2 separate regions of the Bombyx mori genome follow, and region 1 is linked to region 2. Evidence: chromatin contacts called from public Hi-C data. All regions are on one chromosome and are shown on one strand. The core of a region is the stretch at or near the end of the contact, and the rest is flanking DNA. Distances in the headings are between cores, read along the strand shown.

Region 1 (6,387 bases), core at 15-2,514, 52 kb before region 2:
TTGGGATATACTGTGGAGGGGAGCTTATATCAAAGCATTTGTTTTGACTATTCTAACCTTATGACTAAATGTGAAATTTACATAAAGATATTTTACAGTTTAATTTCATGTTTTATGTAGTTATTTTTTGTTTTTTACAATTTGAATATTTTAGTTCATGATCACAGATAAAGTATACATTTCAATGTCTATAAGCTTCACTTAATATTTAACACCTAGCGGACCAACAAAACCCAGTAAAATAAAAAAGGAACCTTCCAATACATACTTATATTTCTTTATAAATATAAAAGTTAGATTGTTTGTAACACGTTCACATCTTAAGAACTCAATCATTGTGAAATTTTGCCTACATGTTGTCAGAAAAAGAGGGTTTCTTTCATTCAGAATTTTTTGTTATTCCAGAGGCATATTTTCTACAATAAAGCGAAGGAAGCCGAAACTAAAGGCTAGTACTTACATATATTCGATATCTTTGACAGTATCATATTTGGATATGCCGATAAGTATGCATAGACCTTGTTCTATGTTACTAATGACTTCACCATTTACTAGGAACAAAACAAATACTAAATAGGTAAGTAGGTACTGCTTTCAAAAATCAAATTCATCACGACTTGGGATGATATGATTATTAGATGATTTTTGAGGAACCCATCCTTAATTGAGTAATGCTGGTGGTTCAGTGGACCATCAACTTTACCAGGATGGATGTGTGAAGTCGAGGACTAAGCAAGGGCGGATCCAGCTTTGGCGCCAGGAGGGGGTCACATAGTCAAATTTTCGATGCGCTCGTTCCCAAACGCTTGCCATCATACAAAGTTATTATATTATATTAAATTAATTAAATATTGAAGGTATGTAGTTACATAAAATCTGTATAGTGACAAATTATATAAATAAAATCATTATGTTCAATTAGTGGTTCACCTAAGTCCTGGAACCAGCTCAGGGGGGGTCATGACCTAAGTGTATAATCTATGGTCATGACCCCATGACCCCCTCCCCCCCCCCTGGACCCGCCGTTGGGACTAAGTCAGTAGGAAGTATGCTGAAGAGAAATAACCTCAAAATATTAATATTCAGAATTCAGAAATATACCTATAACTTTGGCATTCATTACTCGTTGTATTAGTGCTTTCATTTTTCTATGGTTCCTTCTTACTAAATTTGCAAATTTCTCATTTAAAAAAAAAATGCTCTCAATTGTGGGAAACTTGAATTATTTTGATTGTTGTTTTTTTTTAAGTGATTTTATGACCTGGTAACTGAGACCTTTAAGTTATGTCTTATTTTCTTATTGAAATTATGAATTATAATTCTTCATTTCGTTATGTCTTAATGAAATGAAGATGATTAATTTGAGACATTAATCAACTGGGATGAAATTAAATGAAATGAAATGGGATGATATATAATCTCAGTAAAATGGTGGTCATCAAATGGTACTAAGATTTTTTCCGTGGACTTTTTGGAGGATCCCGAGAAGTTACGTCCAGCAGCTTTGTTTCATTTTCCCACATTTGTGCACTTTCACAGATATTAAACAGTTAATAAACCGTCATTATTACACATTTAAGCCCGAAGAAACACTAAATAGACAAAATAAAACAAATCACACAACTTCACTCCTCGCGTTCCCGCCAAAAAGTCCTTTTGATTGTTGTTGATTCGTATTTTGGACAGATATTGGACAGTTATTAGTAGCGATCAGTGCCCATAAAGAAAAATTCTTTGGAACAGATGTCTAAAATAAGAACGTGTGCCAGCTATAATCGTCAGTTTAACAAGATTATAGCATTTATAGCGCTATTTTACTTAATGTTAATAATATAATGCTTAAAATTTGAAATTCAGTAAGTTTAAATTACGCAGAGTTCATAATTATAATACACTTAATATTTTTAATTGGCTGAGTTCGTTTTATCGGTTTCTTCAAACTGCGGCTCTGAGAAAGTGATGGTAAAGTTTACTTTGACTTTTATAAATGACATAGAACTTGAATTTGAAAAGATCCTAAGGGTTGAAAGGTCGTGAAACTTTATGCCCTTCTCTTCATGAGAAAATATAATGACAGATAAGAATAAAAGCACCTACTGCTCAGTAATATTTTGTGCGCCTCTATATACTTAGGTATATTATTAATAACAAAATAATATGTAACATGTTAAAATCAAAATTAATATTTAAAATTTGCTTCTGCCGCTTGACGAAAGATGGCGCTAAACGCAGTATTTAAATTTTTTTTGATGTGGCGTTTTTTTTTCCTATCAATGCTGATAGTCTTGGAGGCTATTTCAGCTTCTCTTTGACGTGTAGGTGAGCTCTCTGGGCTCAAGCCGGAGGTGTTACTAGCACTGGCCCTAGCAAGAGCATTGCTTCGCAGAATCTACCACCGGATCGGAAACGCGACCCACTGAGAAGATCCGGCGAGAAACTCAGTGGGCTGTGTCTGTGGGTTAATTTACTCGCCGAGCCCTTCATCGCAAGCGACTAGTTCGGCAAGGACGGTGATCAGTGCTTGAGGTACTCAAAAGCACAGGTAATGGATCTGGACTTTAGAGTAGAACACAGGTGATATTTGAAGAAAATGAGCAGTGAAACAATCGTTTTGGAAATAAAACAACAAAATCGAATATCAAAGACTAGTGTATTTTTAATGAATAATAACAGCTAAAACACGTGAAAGCTTTTGAAGGCTTAATCTACACAAGGAGTTTTACCAACAAAATATGTATAAATAATCTTAAGCCTAAGCAATAATACTTTTTAAAGCAAATATGATGTAAATTTTGTACACAACAACCGTTTTTAATTTTGTAATTATGAAGTGTATTATCTATGGAAGTGACGTCATACATTCTCCCTAGTCAGTCAGTGACACACATTTTCAAAAACTAACATGACAGAATTGAACTTCTAAAATAAAAGTATTTTAAGCGAATTAAGATTTTATGTTTACATTAAATTATAATCATATTTTAAATAATCAAATTCTGAAAACCTATGAAAATAAAATCATTTTTTAATTTAAAACCTTGAAACACTTTTGTGTATGTATACCTAATAAGGAGTTATTTCGTTTTAAACTCACTTAAGTAATTTGTAATCAAAATAATACAATTTAAAATTTTATCACACGAAAAGTTAGAAATTTTAATTTAGAAATGTAAGTAATACTTTTTTGTGTACATTACATCGACTAAAAAGTATAAGTAAATATTTTAAAATGAACACAGTTTTTGGTAGTCTGTGCTAACATGGATATAATTAATAATTCATTAACTAAATATTAAATGCAAACTGTATGTATTAAGTGTTGTGTGACAAGTGTATTGAGATTGAAATTGAAAATTACTTACGAAAATGAATGAATTGTATACGAGATGCATATCTACCTACTTCGGTGCATTACCCAATTCTTTTCATTTAAGGACTATTCTATAGCAATATTGAACAAATCTTTTGCTCACGATATGAAGTTTAGGATCAAATGAGCGCTTTGAAACTACGTCAAACTGACATTTCAAAGTAGCATCGTGTGGAATAGCAAATGAATTATTTTGACAAAGTTTTCATAATGCAAAGATTGCCATGCACCAACACTTAATACATTGATTACATAAGCTTCCACTTTTAATGTTTAACGCGTAAATTACGAAATTCAATCAAAAATCAATCTAATCTTAATATAAGTTTAAACGATTAAGAGTATTCTTTAAAAACCATTTTATTGCCTTGGTCTCTATTCATTAAAAAAAAAAAACTTTAAAACCGCCATTTTGAAAAAAATTCTGCTTGTTGTTCTAAATTAATTTAGAAATCTTGTATATATGGATTACAAATTGATGAATGAAAAATAATATTTTTTTGCGAAATGAATGCCATGTTTGAATACAGAAAATGGAGCGGTAGAAGCGGATTTTGAACGATTTCTTTTAAATCATAGAAACGAAGGCAACATTACATATTAAGAACATCAAACAGCCTTTTAAATACAACTTATTATGTAACAGTACAGCTTATTAATATCTTATAATTATAAAGAACAGTACACATTATTATATAATTATAATAAGCACAACATTTTTATTTAAGACACTGATTCGTTAATATTGCCGACAGGGAAATTAGAACTACCCACATAGAAAGCTTTCAAAAGAATAACGAACATTGTACAATGAATTAAATACAAAATGTCATGAAAATAACTACAAAATCATTGAAACGTCTCTAAACTATTTACTTTTTTGGATAAATAATAATAGCTTCTTTAGTTAGCATAAAACCTTCAAGTAGGTATTGAAAGAATAAATAAGAGATCCCGAAATATGTTCTCTTGAACTTTAAAAAAAAAAACAACACCTTAAAACTACTAATCTACTGATAAAAAATCATAACAGATCCGTTTTCATCAACATGATTTTTAGACGCAAACTTCTCTCAGGCACACTTCAAGCAACAGCTGCGTTGATTTTCAAGCGTATTTTTTTTCATATTTCACATCGCCTTTCGCCGTTCGCATAAAGAACGAGTCGTTTTAATCAAAAACATGTCATTGTAATCAAAATGTAAATAACAAATGATTTCCGCCATTTTGTTTTTTGTTGTTCATAGATTTTACGAACTTTCAGAATTAGATTGGGGCTCACGCTTTGGGCTCCACTTTGACCTGTACATTCTTTTCGGCTGCTAATAGCTTAAGTTGCGTAGGTTGCGCACCGTACAAACGGACGTGTTCCATATAGCGCCTCCTGTTCTCAGGGTTGCTCATTACGGACTGTATGTACTGTGACGTTTCCTTTTGAAGATCAATGATCTTCTGTTGGATCAATCTGTTCTTGTGCATCAGCGCTACGGTCTTCCAAGCGAGCTCTAAGATGACGCGGTTTTGGGCAGCCTTGTCGACCGTTGGAGGGCATGGCGACGAGTTAGACTCGTCGCTAGTGGACGGGGAAGCGATCCTTTGCAGACGCTGTATACGTCTTGCTTCGCGCAGGCGAGTAATGTGGGAACCTGCAAAGAGAAGAAAACAATTGTTAGTTTTTTTTTTGAAGATATGACGTTGATATTGATAATCGTTTTTTATCCGCCCTTGTAGGCACACGAACACACAGTCCACCTGTTGGTGAGTGGTTAGCATCTCTCTTAAACGTCAGCAATGCTAGTGGCACAGTCAAGCCGCTACCACTATTGAGTACTCTTCGCAAATCCCGTTTGAAGCAAGAAATGTTTTTTTTTTATTTTATTTCATAGATGGATGAAAGAAGTCACGACATCCGGTAGCAGCTAGTAGTTATCTGAGCTCACAGCAGTCGCTCCTACCCTATACGTCCGGGCTTTCATTGGGGTTACACCAACGGAAACCAATAACAAAAGAAAACGCAGAACCATAATTAATATATCTTTACAAGTAGCTTAGGTAAAGAAAACTTAGCCAATGCTGTTTATATTACGAACTTATGTAACGTGTTAGTTCTTAAAAAAACACTACGATTCTAAATACATCATCACGTAACGTCTAAAATTGCAACGACTTGAAAACGTGACCAATAGCCTCAACTTGTTTACTTGTATAAAAAACCTTCAAAGAATTATTCATTATGAAATATCTATTGGAAACAAACATCGCGTTATCAGCGCGTTCCTCACGTTTTGTTGTGACGCACGTATTATTTTAGTTCGAGATAACTGTCAGTTAAAAATAAATTTAAACAGACGGTTAATGTAGACAAAAGTGCATTCTATAGCGTGGCGTTCTTAGGTTCGAATGTGGAACGAGGTCATCTCAGATGAGACTCATGCGTTTTAATATCATCACAAGACTGTTAGACTTTTAATCATTAAATTACATTATATTATTGTCATTCTTTGCGGAAAACAGCGCACTATAGAATTGTTTTCGGGTTTTATTTGTTTTTACACGAACATTGTTTGGCAACATTTACGTTAGGCCATTGCATCGATGCACTGCTATATAAAATTAATGTATTCGGTATTTCGTAATGATTATCGGTAAACAGATTGATGTGTTGAAAGAAATTGCACCTCCGTGTTACAATAACAGTAAATTATACAGTTTCAACTTTCCGATATTACAATGTAGTGTTTGATATCAAATCAAACGAACAAGTCATTAATAAAAATAAAAAAAAGGCCTTCAAATTTATTCTACAACCATATTATGAATAAGCTGAATGTTTAAGAATACAAGGACAATAAAGGTTTCATGAATCCATGTTTAAACTCTGATAAGGACCTACCTAAACACTTGAGAAAACATTCAGAGTCACGTATGTTTCACCATACAAAACTCATTGTGTGACGAAATTATAATAATTAGCATGTGTTCGAATTGCGTAAGATACCTATCTACCTTCTTATTAT
Region 2 (6,348 bases), core at 2,013-4,512:
CTAAAGGAGTAAACTCCAAAAAGTTGTTATTTACTTCTACATTAGTCGGAGCCTCTCATTCAGAAGAAATAAGTCCAACACACTATTTCATAAATTATTATAATTTTTAGGATGTGTACAACATTATAATATTAACAAAAAAGGAGAAAACGACGCTTGGCACTAGATGATACCAATTATAAATATTACCATTTATGTTAAACTTAAATCTAAACGCTAATCTTCCTGACTGACGTTGGCTAACTTCTTTGTGTTAAGGAATTCCGATCGCGCCCGATGACGCCCGAATGGTTTTTTTATTTTTATTTTATGGCCTTGTATCTAGACCTTTAGGCCGAATGCGCCTTGCTGTGCCAGTGTTGCAAGTTACAAAGTATACGAAAAAGTGTGACGGAAATGTCATTTATTTCGACATAGCTGAAGGCAGATATTCTCGTATTTCTGAAGAAATTATGAGGCTTAAGTTATTTTTCTGTTGTATCCAAAAGGACTTTCGTATTATTTCTAGAAATTCGCGTATGACACCCGAATGTTGGTGGCGCGAGAATTATTTTACCTTAGTAACCGACGAACAATGCATGTGTGCTCAGATCGAGAAAATAATTTAAATGTTGAAAATTATGCTACGTCTTGTATTCGAATTATAATGTGACATGTATATTACTTATCCTTATTTTTTCTCGCAAATATATCAATAAGCTTACATACAACCCAGATGTTGTAAAGTAATTACCCGAGCATCCATCCCTACAAATGACGTTGAAGTTTTATTTGTATCGTACAACAGCTGCCCCACTCTTCAAATTGGAATGCATGACTACTTCGCGGCAAAAACACTTAAGGTCATTACTTTATTCATTCTACAATTAGTATGGGTGCCAGTGGGGAATGTCAAAAGCTTCTGAGGGTCCAAGTATTAGGCAATTAATTGCCCAGCCCCTCAAGAGATAGTGAGGTATCACAGAACTAGTTTGGGTTCATGCCGGGACGCAGTACAACGGACGCCATTTTTTCCGTTGGAGAGGAAGGGCCTGAGGTACAGAGGAAACTGGCAAAATGAAAAGAAAGGTTGGAAAAGGGTTTGAAGATCAGTCGAACAAAAACCGAGCACATGTTCTGTGATTTTAGTGGTTCTTCAGACTTCACGCCAATTGCCTTAGATGGTGTATCCCTGCCAGTCTGCTCCGACTTCAAGTACCTCGGCCCAATTCCAGAACGACGGCATAGACTGACATAGACCATGACGTAGCGAGCCGAATAAACGCTGATTGGGTGAAATGGCGACAGGTCCCTGCAACTGCATGCGATCGTAGAATGCCCCTTAAGCTCAAGGGGAAAATTTACAAAACGATCATACATGACTGCATACGGCAGAGATGCGAATGTTGAGATGGATGTGTTGAGTGACAAGAATGGACAAGATAAGGAATGAGTATATCAGAGGAAGTGTGAAAGTAGCCCCGGCGATTGACAAATTAAAGAGCGGACGGTTAGCGTGGTATGGCCATGTGATGCGTAGACAGGAGATGCATGTGACTAGGAGATGTATGGCAATGGTAGCGCAAGGTAGAGGGGGAAGAGGTCGACCGAAGAAGTCATGGATGGAGTGAGAAGTGAGTGTTGAGTTGATAGCTGATAGAAGAGAATGGAATAGAAAAATTTGCTGCGCCGACCTCACTAGGTGGAATAACGTGGACACAAAGAAAAAGAAGACTATTGTACCGGCCATGCCCATTGGACCATACAGGTACCGATATTGTTTTCCGCGAATGTTACAACTGTGTAACAAATGATTGGTATTGGCTAATATCGAAGAAAATATATTGACTTATGAACGTCGCAGAATGTAGGACGTGCTTACGCATTGGTTATCGTTCATTCGCGCGTGATATCACGTGTCATTCTGTTTAAAACAAGCCCAATGACATGTTTATACGGCTTAAGTGTGATAAGAATGCTGATGAACTCTGTTTTTTTTCCTTCGATTTGTGGACGAGCTCACAGCCCACCTGGTGTTAAATGGTTACTGGAGCCCATATACATCTATAACGTATACACTGCCACTCGCCTTGAGATATGAGCTTTAACCGAAACGCATTACTGCTTTACGACAGAAATAGGCGGGGTGGTGGTACCTACCCGCGCGGACTCACAAGAGGTCCCACTACCAGTAATTACGCAAATTATAATTATAATTTCGGTTTGATTTTTATTTCACGATGTTATTCCTTGATCGTGGAAGTCAATCATGAAAATTTGTTAAGTACGTATGTATATCATTAGAAAAATTGGTACCTGCCTGCGGGATTCGAACACCGGTGCATCGCTCGATACAAATGCACCGGACGACGTCACGACGACTTCATAAAGTTAAAGCTTAAGTTAAAGCAAATGATGCGATCACCTGAGACTAAGTTCTAAACAAACTACAATATTATCTCGTTAATGGATACTAAACAAAAGAAAAGCGGTTGATAAGCTGACGATAAAATGTTACTGATCTGTTTCAGATTTACCTATTTATATGATTATAAATATGTATATTGGTCTATGTCTAAATAGGTGCCTTATATATAGATTTATAATTTACAATTTGTTTTCTTTAGCACGCAATGTCCTATTAAAATCGCCTGACGCACCGATTCTGTGGTTTTGAGGTTCTCCTCCTCCTAGGGGTAGCAACAGACGGCTGCTTTTGCGTAACATAGCCGGTTCATCAAACAAGAAATAAGAATTGTATTAAAAAACGAGTTTTTAGGTTGATTTAGTGAATGAATCTTACGAACCGATAAATTTACGTTACTACTTTATTACCCTTTTAATCAAGTGACGTGCTTGCTGCACGGAGACAAACTCAGATCCGTAATCCGTTACAAATTTTATGAAATATGAACCAAAAAAACATACCATTAAATTCAATGCTTACATTCCCCTATAGTCCATTTGGCAATTAAAAATCCTCCTTTCTTTAAAAATTGAGAAGTAACATATATAACATATAATGAGAGATTGAGGGATTATGCGTTATTGTATATGTACTAAATAATAAATAAAAAATGCGAAACCATAAATACAAAAAAGTATAATTAGCGGTCTTATCGCTAAGAGCGATTTCTTCTCGAGAAATTACATGTGAATTAACACGTAAATGATTAACATAAGTTAACTTATAAATAATTTATTTGCTATGTCTGACAATCAAATCGAGTAACCAAAGGTCAAATTTAAATTTCTCAACTCATCGCTACAAGGAGCATGTGAGTCACGTGCTGTGACTCAATTTTGTAATTTAAAGATTCGAATTACATCAATAGATCTACTGAGACATGTGACTGTGACGATTTACCATCAGCATACAAATAACTAGCTAGTTGTTTGATAGAATGCGCCGTCTTCATTTGTATGGTATTCCGTAAATTGAATTTCGGTGTCTTACTATTCCACGTTAATCTTATAATTCAGAGAAAATCCATTCCATTCTGGGTATAAAGTGGCGCTTGTGCCGCATTCTGGTCCATAAACTAAGATTTGATAAATAGATCCGTTGGTAGCAGATATACTAGGCGTTGCCCCGATCGTTTAACTACTTTTTTTTATATGATTGAGTCATTACTGTTGGCCCGGAGGCCGTTCCAGTTTCACCAGGACAGGTGGGCGAGCAAAAACTCAGCCAGGAGGAGCGAGCAAAAACTCAGCTTACGCACAGCATCAACGTTTTCTTGGGTGACTGCAGTTTTTGGACGACCTTCAGGGGGATCATCAATGAGCTTGACACGTCCACGTTGAAACTCAGCAAACCAGCGATAAATTGTGGTTTTGGATGGGGCTTCATCACCAAATGCAGAAATCATCCGGTCAACACACTGTTTTTGTGTTAAACCACTTCGAAAGTCATAATAATTCATCGCTCTTAAAATTTCTCGAGTCAATTCCATTTTCTCAACGACTAAACAAGTTTGACAAAACCTCGTGACAAGACCGAAAATCTTTTTTTAAATAAATAAATGGTATTCGATTTTTAAAACCAAGGAGTTTTCAATTAAAAAGATTTTAATATGACAGGAACAGTGGAAATATTCCATTCCCGATACTTTTAGTGCAGCCCTCGTATAAAGTACCCTTGTGCGAATTTTTAGACAAATCAATACCGAAATTTTTGCATTATTGAGTAACATACATTCAAGATTTAATTTATCAATTTTTTCTGGTAATGTTAGCATAAATTTATCAAATTTCATAATTTTATATGAGAAGGATATGTGTCAAACCGAACATAATTAAGATACTTTGCGATTATTTTACTTCCCATGACAACAATATTAGATACCATCGAACAGGTATGGTGATTAATCTGGTGTGTAGCGGATTTCTTGAATGATATTATAAGGAAACTCATCGATTTTATAATCATTACATTTTTCTTCACGTATTTTTCTCAAAGCGTTCACGTTATGATTTCGGGTAGCCGATTATACATCGCGCTATTTAAGTAGATCCAAAGCGACCCTAATTTGTTACCTATTATTCATTACTGGCCAGCTTTCAAGAATATGCTATGTACTTTTGCCATACGAAAGAAATCTCATCATTTTACCGTAGTTGTTTAAAACATGTATGGAATTTGTCTTTTAAATATAGATGTATGTTTTTTTTTTGTTTATTGCTAAGGTGGATGGACGAGCTCACAGCCCACCTGATGTTAAGTGGTTACTGGAGCCCATAGACATTTACAACGTAAATGCGCCAACCACCTTGAGATATAAGTTCTAAGGTCCATTATACCATAAATCAGCGAAATTGGGATGTATTGGATCTAGAACACTAAGAAACGGAAAACGTTATTTATTTATTAACTAGCTGACCCGGCAGACTTCGTAGTGCCTTAATCGATAAATAAAATACCTAAACTTTTGTATAAAATAAACTTAAAACAAACAAAAGGAATCCGTCCGACGGGGGACACAACAAAGGGAAAACAATATTGTTATTTTTATTTAATTCCGAGCATTTTCATATTTATCTACCAGTCCAGCCGTTCTCGAGTTTTAGCGAGACTAACGAACAGCAATTCATTTTTATATATATATAGGTTAAAGCATATTATTATGCTTCGTAGTTTTAATAATTTTTACGAGTCAGCAATGTAATGAACAAACTGGCGATCTCTTGTCCCCCCCCTCGCTCGAGATCAAAGATTACGCCTGTTAACAAATTTAAAATTTGTGTGATATTGCGTGAAATGCAAAATAACTTAGTTTACACGTTATTACAACATTTTATTTTTTATTGCTTAGATGGGTGGACGAGCTTATAAGCCACCTGATGGTGAGTGGTTACCGTCGCCCATGGACTTCAGCAATGCCAGGGGCAGAGCCAAGCCGCTGCCTACCATACATATACATACATATTCATTGCACGAACTATTTATATTGCAACACCATAAATGACATTAGTAAGTTTTTGTAAAATGAATTTTATTAGCGGTGCAATCAGATCTTTTTTTTTCTGTTAATCTATAATTTATTTATATATATAAATATTTATAATTTTATTACATTCGAAACAGAGTTAATGCTTTTGTAATGTGGTGTTGGCGCCGCCTATTAAGGATTCCATGGACAGCCCACCGCACATCTCGGTCCTACAACAGCTTAAAATGGAGTACGCTCGCCTGTCTACCACCTGTCTGCAACGCTTAATGCACTACTTTGGCCACGTTGCCCGCAGAGGTGTAGACAACTTGGAAAGTCTGATGGTCACTGGAAAAGTAGAAGGAAAACGTCTTAGAGACCGGAGCCCCAAACGTTAGTCCGACCAGATCTCCGAACCAGCGGACTACTTAGCGCTGCACTACACCAGGCAACTGACCGGAGCCGATGGAGGCTGGCAGTGGACAAGCTGAAACGGAGTCACGATCTTCACTAATGAGCGAGCGATGGAGAAGAAGAATAATTATTCAAATCAATTGCCACACCGCTTGAGGACTCGAACAAATTTGGTAGAACTTTTTTTCCTTGTGTTCGTAATTTTTAAGCCAAAGAATTTCTGTGGTATATTTACAGGAAACTTTTTCGTACACTTAGAGATAGTCACAACGGAGTGTTACCGTGTTACATTAGTTTTATATAGGCACAGAAAAAGAATAGCACAAGCGGTTATTCCGCTACACCACTTCCTGTGATAAATGATTTAATAAATATACTATCACGTAACAATCATTACTAGAGGTCCCGCAGTAGTCGAAATTCGACTATAATTAATTGGAATTGTAAATTTGTACACTATTATGATTGTATTTTATACTTCTATAATCACAAATTTTGCCAAGACTACACTATAAAAAATATT

The links. Hi-C and Micro-C count contacts between places; a contact is called where the count stands out from the background.
Region 1: a Hi-C map of midgut shows a contact between it and region 2, with 2.4 times the contacts expected there. The contact joins the promoter of LOC101740560 here to the enhancer-like site in region 2. A contact is called at or near these places in 4 of 7 Hi-C or Micro-C datasets (midgut, posterior silk gland and whole pupa).

The regions. Positions count from the first base shown.
Region 1 is chr7:6,286,743-6,293,129 of ASM3026992v2, reverse strand. It overlaps LOC101740560 (D-aminoacyl-tRNA deacylase), which reads right to left and starts at 1,264. Exons shown (of 4, transcript XM_038011971.2): 1 at 1,102-1,264; 2 at 461-551. The coding sequence starts at 1,144. It overlaps LOC101739933, which reads right to left. Exons shown (of 2, transcript XM_004931242.5): 2 at 2,632-5,016. The coding sequence ends at 4,649.
Region 2 is chr7:6,237,190-6,243,537 of ASM3026992v2, reverse strand. No RefSeq gene overlaps it. Among protein-coding and RNA genes, the nearest start is that of LOC101742075, 19 kb to the right of the region's middle. Within about 2 kb of position 3,262, at least 3 of the 8 cell types and tissues checked have open chromatin away from gene starts, as enhancers often do.